Linked DNA regions of Bos taurus: region 1 is linked to region 2. The links are chromatin contacts, called in public Hi-C maps. All regions are on one chromosome and are shown on one strand. The core of a region is the stretch at or near the end of the contact, and the rest is flanking DNA. Distances in the headings are between cores, read along the strand shown. Region 1 holds the start of MRM3 (mitochondrial rRNA methyltransferase 3). Region 2 holds the start of NXN (nucleoredoxin).

The links. A called contact is a pair of places that touch in the nucleus more often than the background predicts.
Region 1: a contact with region 2 is called in a Hi-C map of blastocyst, with 11 times the contacts expected there. The contact joins the promoter of MRM3 here to the promoter of NXN in region 2. A contact is called at or near these places in 5 of 11 Hi-C or Micro-C datasets (blastocyst, liver, skeletal muscle and 1 more).

The regions. Positions count from the first base shown.
Region 1 is chr19:22,062,868-22,066,906 of ARS-UCD2.0, reverse strand. MRM3 (mitochondrial rRNA methyltransferase 3) reads left to right here and starts at 1,879. Exons shown (of 4, transcript XM_002695710.6): 1 at 1,879-2,219; 2 at 2,472-2,716; 3 at 3,432-3,599. The coding sequence starts at 1,906. It overlaps GLOD4 (glyoxalase domain containing 4), which reads right to left and starts at 1,785. Exons shown (of 9, transcript NM_001101953.1): 1 at 1,690-1,785. The coding sequence starts at 1,779.
Region 2 is chr19:21,886,996-21,891,026 of ARS-UCD2.0, reverse strand. NXN (nucleoredoxin) reads right to left here and starts at 1,869. Exons shown (of 8, transcript NM_001102136.1): 1 at 1,436-1,869. The coding sequence starts at 1,795. It overlaps LOC132342970 (a long non-coding RNA gene), which reads left to right and starts at 1,945. Exons shown (of 2, transcript XR_009491591.1): 1 at 1,945-3,700; 2 at 3,896-4,010.

The DNA.
Region 1 (4,039 bases), core at 630-3,129, 180 kb before region 2:
AGATACTATAAGAAGCAGTTCCAAGCTATTTGTCCTGGTATCCCATCTCCTCAACTTCAACTAAGTAATCTAAGCTAAAGGCACATAAATCTAGTTACGTTTCCCAAACATATCTTACTTGTGCATTAGCTGTTCAGATCTATAATCTAGGTCTGTGGAAATCCTATCTTTAGGGGTCAACTCAAGTACAAGGTCTCTATGAATTATTTCCTGAGGACCCAGGTCAGAGTTAAATCTCTCCTCTTGTACTTTTATAATAATGATAGCTAATACTTACATAATACAAACCACATGTCAAATACTACATATATAATAACACTTAATCTTTACAACCACCCTTTAATCAATGAGGAAACACTTTAAGGGAGAGTTTTGTGGTTTTCTATCACCACATTTTAACTTCCATTACCATCTGCAAAGTACAAATACAATTCCCACCAAACCAGGATCTTAACTGAGGACAGATAACAGGGTCATTTTCATCTTTGTCACCAAAGCCCAAAACAGAACCATGAAATAGGTGATATTCTTTAAATGATTGATGAATTTAGGTAATTCCCTTTGTACTCTGCAGTGTCTCTACATTAAGTCTTACTCTTGCACATTGTAAACAATGTTGCCTGCAATTCCATTTCAACAAGGATCAAACCATCAGCTAATGCAGTTGCTGACCAACAGCACACCCTGAGGGGAATTCAGGATGGAAAAATAACAAGAAGCATTCTCTGCTTTTGGATTCTGGTCCTAGACATTTAAGATACATTTCTAAGGAAAAATTTCAAGGTACTCAGAACCCATCTTGCCACGCACAGAAAAGCACTAAAACCATTAACTTGAGCTGCCTATTTCTGTGCTTAGTAGTAATCTTTTGATGTTCCTACATGGTTTTGGGTTCTTCCCCATCTTCAAGCAAAAATCTCATATACCTTCTAGCTCCTCCCTTGCCTCTTCAGATCAGTTCCTCAGAGCTATCGAGAGGCTGTCTTCCACACTAGAGTCCTTAGGAAGGTCCCCAAATAAAAATTAACTCAAAAATCTTAGGTTGTTAATTTTTCCTTCAGTTGACAACATCTAAAGTCCCTCCGTAGCAGGAGCCTTCCAACAGCTTCCACCTGTGCTTGCCACCCAGGTGATCTCTGCAGAATCACAGCTGGGGAGATGCCACTTCTAGGTGTTGGAAAGGAGAATGGATTCTGATTTCACACTTCTGAGACAAGCTGGATCGTTCACCTAGACAGAGTGAGTGATCCATTCAAACCAGCCCCAAGAAAAGTAGAGCTCTGAATTATGCTGGTATCTAAAACCAAAAGGCTCCAAATCAGAAGAGTCATTGTTTACTGGAAGAGTATTACGTAACCTTTTATTTACTATCTTTCTCACAGACTGGAAACTTCGCAAAGACAGGAATAAACATTCGTTAAACAACTTAAACTGAAAGGACCTGTGTGCGCACACAGTCGGCAACTAGTAAGTGTGAGCCCCCTTTCAAAGTCCATCTAACCCAAGCCGCAATTCGTGATGCTTCCTGAACCTGAAAACCACAGAGTTAATGGGAAGTCCTGGGGCTAAGGTCCGACACCCGAATTCGCAGTGAAATTCACATCGCACCCGTTTCTCCTCCCTCGGCCAGGTGGGGTTCAGTCACTCGCACCCCCCTCGAGCTCCAGCCCCTCTCCGCCCCGCCTGCACCTTCATCCCCAGGACATCGCGATAGAAACACGCCGTCTCGAAGCGGTTTCCCACTTTGAACACGAAGTGCAGAGCTCTGCGATTCGCCATGACCACCTACACTACCACCGGTCACGCGTACGGCGGCGCACAAACCACAGCTGACGCCGGCGCGCTAGTGACGTCACTGGCCGCCGCCGGCGCGCCTTCGTGACGCGACCCACGGGGCGGGGGAAGATGGCGGCGCTAGTGAAGCGCGTGGGATTGGGTACGCGACCTTTGCTGCCGGTGGTGCAGGCTTGGGACCTCGATGCGCGGCGCTGGGTCCGGGCACTGCGGCGGAGCCCCGTGAAAGTGCTGTTTCCATCTGGTGAGGTTGTGGAACGGAAGCTCGATCCCGGGAAACAGCCTCGGAAGGCAGCGGCAGAGGCCAGTCCCCGGGAGCAGCGACAGAAGCAGCAGATTCAGGGGCCAGCATCCCAGACGCCCAGCACCTGGGAAGAGTCGGGGCTTCGCTATGATAAGGCTTTCCCTGGAGACAAAAGGCTAAGGTGATGTGTCCCCGAGGCTTGTCGAGTTTTCTCGTTTCTCCTCCCTCCTCATGGCGAGAGCTTGACCTCTTTCCCTTGCGTTCTCTTGGAGCACACCTCTCTGGTTTTTATTGTGCACAGAGGGCAGAATAAGTGTCTTTCTAACAGTTCGTTTGTTTCTTTCACTACGAAGCTCTTCATGTCTGCTAGAACTCGATGTGTGTCCGTAATGAGGATGTTGGTAATTACCCATCTTTTTGTTTCCACCCACAGCAGTGTGATGACCATAGTTAAGTCCAGGCCATTTCGAGAAAAGCAGGGGAAGATCCTGCTGGAAGGTCGTAGGCTGATTGCAGACGCTCTCAAGGCTGGTGCTGTGCCCCAAATTTTCTTCTTCAGCCGTCTGGAATACATAAAAGAGCTGCCCATTGAAAAGCTGAAAGGTGTTAGCCTCATTAAGGTGAAATTTGAGGATATCAAGGATTGGTCCGACCTGGTAACACCACAGGGAATAATGGGTCAGTGGTTGTTCACTGTGTCTGTAGAAGGGGAGGCTTGGGATCATTTGTTCATACTTGTCTCAGGGCAACAAATTTAAATGAAATTCACAATATTACTGGGCCTAACCTTTTCTTACAACACAGTTTTCAAATCTGTGAATCTTGTATTTTAAGTGGAAACTGAAGCCAGTTGTCTGTCATCATTTGTATTGTGAGTTTTTATAGTCTGCAGGGAGTAATCACTCCTCCTCAGACCTTATGTTTTGGGAGTCACTTCAACCTTTAATGTTCATTTAAAACTTAAGAAAATGTTGGGAATTCTCTGGCAGTCCAGTGGTTAGGACTTGGTGCTTTCACTGCCTGTGGGCCCAGGTTCAATCCCTGGTGGGAGAACTAAGATCCTGCAAGCCACTTAAGCCTGGCCAAAAAAAAAAAAAGGAAACTAGATCACAGAATAATTACATAGAGTGTGATTTTACTATAAAAGAAAAAGCACTTATATATGGGTAGATGGACATACATGTAGGGAAGTGCATGGAAGAAGTTCTGAAAGGATACATTCCACTATTGAAAGCAGTTATGAGGGAGTTGGCGGGGGGCACACTGAATTTATTCCATCAGAATGTTTACATGTATGTAATTACAAATACACCAAGAGTGGTAAATAACCAAAACGTCAAATTACTCCCCATACCCACATCAGACAAATGAATCACATTTCTTGTTTCCTCAGGGATTTTTGCCAAACCTGACCATGTTAAGATGACATACCCTGAGACTCAGCTTCGCCACACACTGCCCATATCGTTGATTTGTGACAATCTCCGTGACCCTGGGAACCTGGGGACAATTCTGCGATCTGCTGCTGGGGCAGGCTGCAGCAAAGTGTTACTCACCAAAGGTAAGATCGCCTGTTACTGGGTGGATTAGGTGGCTGTTTGTAAGTGAGCTGGCTCCGTGGGCAGATGTGTATGGATTTGGTTCTTGGATCTGTCCCTTGGTAGCTCTGTGTAAGTGAGCAGCATTGTGAGCCATCTGTTCCCTTATCTGGAAAGCAGGCGTAACAGAAACTACCTGGTAGGGTTGTTCTGAGGATTAAGTGAGATGAATGTCAAGTACTCAGCACCATGCCTGGCATGCTCATTCTTGTTGATTATCTTTAAAATTATTTTGACACCTGCTAGGTTTTTAAAAGAAATAGATGCTGGTTTTAACACTTGGTTCTGTCCTCTCATCATAAAGAGAAATTTGTAGCCTTGGTTCCAAACAGACTTGCCTGACAGTTGGGATATGCCTAACAGACCTATTACAGCCTGGAAGGAGGAGGAGGGAGAGGATCAT
Region 2 (4,031 bases), core at 620-3,119:
TCATATCCCTGCCCTGTACCAAGCAGATAAGTCAAATATGGGCAAGATCATCTAAAAAGTGGTTAAAACGCAAAGTGTTGCCTCTGTGTGGTTTGTGAGTCCATGTTTTTCCAATGCTAAATTTACAAACTCTATTTGTTAAACTGTGTTTCATACTTTGAATACCAAGTCTGTACCTTACATTGCTTCTGTGGATGATTTACTTGAGACATTTGGGGCCACAGTATAAGCCTTTTACTCTCACTAAATCTAAATCATGCTTCTCAACAAGATTCTATAGGCATTAAAGAAACACATGGCATGCCCTTACCATCCTCCAGAGTGGAATCTAAACGCCCCCAGCAGAACCCTTCTGTCCACTCCATAAACAGAGATTCTCCTCAGGAAAGAACCCGGCTGGATTCACACGTTGCAGCAGGCATACTAATTAAGCAAGAGCGCTCCAAAACTTTTTCTGTTTCGATTCATGGCAAAATTTCCTGAATTCGTTTTATTAAAACAGACATCTTCATCCAACAGACACACTCAAAAATCCAAGCTAATTTCAGCAGCAAACCCGGGGGAGAGGAGGGAATGAGAAGTTGACAGAGGAGTGTAAATTTCCCCCATCCTCATTCTTCTGGTCAGTCTACACTTAAGGAATCGGTTCAGCGTTTAATTCGATGCCAAGACACCAGTGGCCCACCAACCAAGCCACTAACAGCCACATGGACGGGTCTGGTCCAGTGCCCGGGAGGTATCAGGGGGGATGGCTGGCTGGACAGCCAGACAATGAAAGGCTCCCTGATGGCCTCTAGTTTAGTCCGAGGGAGGGAAAAGGGGGAGCGAAGGGAGGGCAAGGGGAGACGACCAAGCTCCCTTCTCGCCCAAAGCCACGGTCAGCGCCCGACACCCCCACCCCAGGGCGCCGGGGGACCCGCCTTCGGCCACAGCAGGAGGTAGCCTCAGGAAAGCAGATTTCTCTCGTAAAGAGAGAAAACTTCCTGGTTCGGGCATTATGGGTAGGGGGCCGGCGCCCTCCCCCCCACCACAGGTAGCCGCGGGGAGTCGAGGGCTGAGGGAAGGAAGGGGCCCCCTCCCCGCGCCTCTGCCCGGGGCTGGGGGTCACCGAGTCGGAACCCCCCCCGACCGCAGCCACCCGCTACGGGAGGCTCCCAACATGGGGGGACCCGGCCCTCGACTCCCCAGGACTTGAGTCAGGGTCCCGGGGGCCGAGGGGTTTCAAACTTCCCCAGCGGGCGCGGCCTGGCATCGACACCGAGTTGCCGCCGCGGGAACCCCGAGCCGGCAGGGTTCCGGGACGCGGGGCGGGCAGAGGCAGGGGACGCTGAGGAGCAGGAGGGGAAGCGCGTGCACTATAGGAGGGGGCAGCGGGGGCGCCGGGGGCCGTGAGGACCGGCTCCCGGGAACGCGCGGCGAGGCCGGCGCCGCTCACCTTCCTGTGCTTTTCCTTGTAGGGTAGCGCCAGCCACGGCATGTCCCGCACGAAGTCCTGCCACTGCCGCTGGTCCTGATCCGAGGACACGAAGACGATCTCCAGGCGGCGCCGCGGCTCGGGCTCCGCCGACGCCCCGGCCCCCGGCCCCGGCCCCGGCCCGGCCGCTGCGTCCCCCCGCAGGCGGCCGTAGAAGGCGGCCAGGCTGGCGCTGAGCTGCGCGCAGGGGGCGCTCAGGCTGCAGCCGAAGTAGAGCCCGAGCAGCGAGATGCCGCGGGCGGCCAGCGAGTGCACGTCCACCTCCTCGCCGCCGCCAGTCACTAGCTTCTCGCCCAGCAGCTCCTCCAGGAATCCCGACATCCTGGCCCACCGCAGCCCGGGCTCGCGGGCACCCGGGCGGGCAGGCGGCGGCGACACCGCTCCCTCGGTCCGCGAGGCGGGCGGAGGCGGCAGCTGCGGCGGCGTCGGCGGGCACAGGCGGGAGGCGAGCCACGCCCACCCGCCACGCCCCTTCGCCACGCCACGCCCCCTTTGTAGCCGCGCTTGCCTCCCGAGCCCTCGCTGCGGGAGTGCGCGGTTTCTCCCGCCGCGTGGCCGAAGTGCTCCCGAGATAGCCCCGGCGAGAAGGCTGACCCGAGACTCTCCGGTCTGTCGGAAATGCCTGGGACCTAAATGAAGAAAACAGAAGGGGCCGCTGAGCCAGCCTTTCCGAAGCTGCAGTCCGCGCAGGGCCGGGCTTGGCCTCTCCCCTCCCTCCCATTTCCTCTTCGCTCCCTAATTCCAAATTCTCTCCGGAATTCTCCAGAGATTCCCACCCGAGTTCTCTTATCCCTCCTTGTTCTTCTTCCCTGCACTCTCTCTACCCACAGGCTATCCCGTTGGCCGTTTGTACCCCCACTGATCTCATAATACTTGTAGGACTTAACCGTCTTCACACAATGATAACTTGGTCCGGCTAGGTCTTGCTGATCTCTCTGTGTGTTTTGTGTTCTCTACCACAAGAGGCCGGAAGGACGCCACCTCTTATGTTTTTTGTGTAGCTTCTGATCCGGTGATGGGCACATGGGAGGGAATCTATAAGTACTTGTGGGTTGATCGCAGTCGCCGCGGTCATTCCTCACCAGCGAGTTGCTCTCTTCCATCTCCACAAATATAGGCAACAGATGCCGAAGCATCTCTAAATCGATGCTGGCTGCTCTCCTGAAACGGTTCCATAGCTTCTACCCAAGTCTGTTGATAGTTGAGAGAAATTCTATGGATTTTTCTTTTTTTTTTTTTTTTTGCCAGCTGGCGAGATGCTGCCCTATGCTTAAACTGAACCTGGATTAAACAGGTGGTCTGTGGCAAGTCTTCCGGCCTCCCCCAACACATACACGAAAAAAGAAAAATACCATGCCCACTCGCAACAGAGGAACAAGAGCGTGCCAGCTCAGCTACCAACAACCCAGTGAAAGAAAAGAACACCCCTCTCACCGCCCTCCACCAGCCCTTTGCAAGTTATTTCTTGGGCATCCACCGCCATCTAGTGGAAAGAGCAAGAAAAGACAACGGGATACCAGCAACCAAGCAGAATATTTGTATTTTATAGCTGCTTTCCACACACACACACACACACACACACACACACACACACACACACACACACACACACACACACCATAACCCGCTTTACAAGAGTTCATTTAAACCTCATAATATAACCACAAGCTTTTTGGCACAAACATAAATTTTCATGCCTAAGGTTCCCAGTTTTTCTGGAATAGTACAAGAAATTGTACTGGTTCTCAGCTCAGTGAAATGTTACCACAGAAACTGGTGAAAGAGGCGGAGGTAGACACCACGGGTGGACTGGGAATCTCTTGAATGATAGCCACTTTCTCAGTATCCACCTAACACTGCTGCTCATTTCATAAGTAGGCTCTTTGGGTTGAGGATTGCCTTTAGGCAGGCAAGAACCCTATGACAAAGGCGAATTCCGAGTTCATTCTGAGAGTCCTGGCAAAATTCTGTGTGACTGCAGAGACAATATTATTACCAACACATGGAAAGCATCACTTTTTAGTGAAAACATATAAAAGCCATTAACATAACAGACATTAATTTATTAGATATCTTTTTAAAATTCTGGAAGTGGGTTAAAATGTTTTCTTTTCTCATCCAAATCATATAGTTGAAATGCCTGTGGATGGGTTGCATCAGGTGCGATCCAAAGCATGTAAGACAGACTCCTATACCCTGATGCTTTCAAGTGAACGCTGAAGAGATGTAAGAGGACCATAGCATCTTATTGATGCCTAGAGACAAAGTATTTGTTGTGGAGGGAGGTGAGGAGGGAATTCGGGGGATTGCAAATTGGGGGAAATAGTGAAGTCATTATTACAGTACTTAACTCTGGTATACTAGGTGCAAGTCTGTATAAAGAGGTGGTTTGTTCAGCATTTTCCTTTTATTATTTTACAGGAAAGCACTTTCCACTGGAGTGTGTCCAAACCAGCATCTGGCACCTGGGAAAGTGAGAGTTTGAACATACTGTGCATGAAATATAAATAAAATTTAGAGAATTGTTGGTGCAGCAGGCCCTGGTTACATGCCAAAT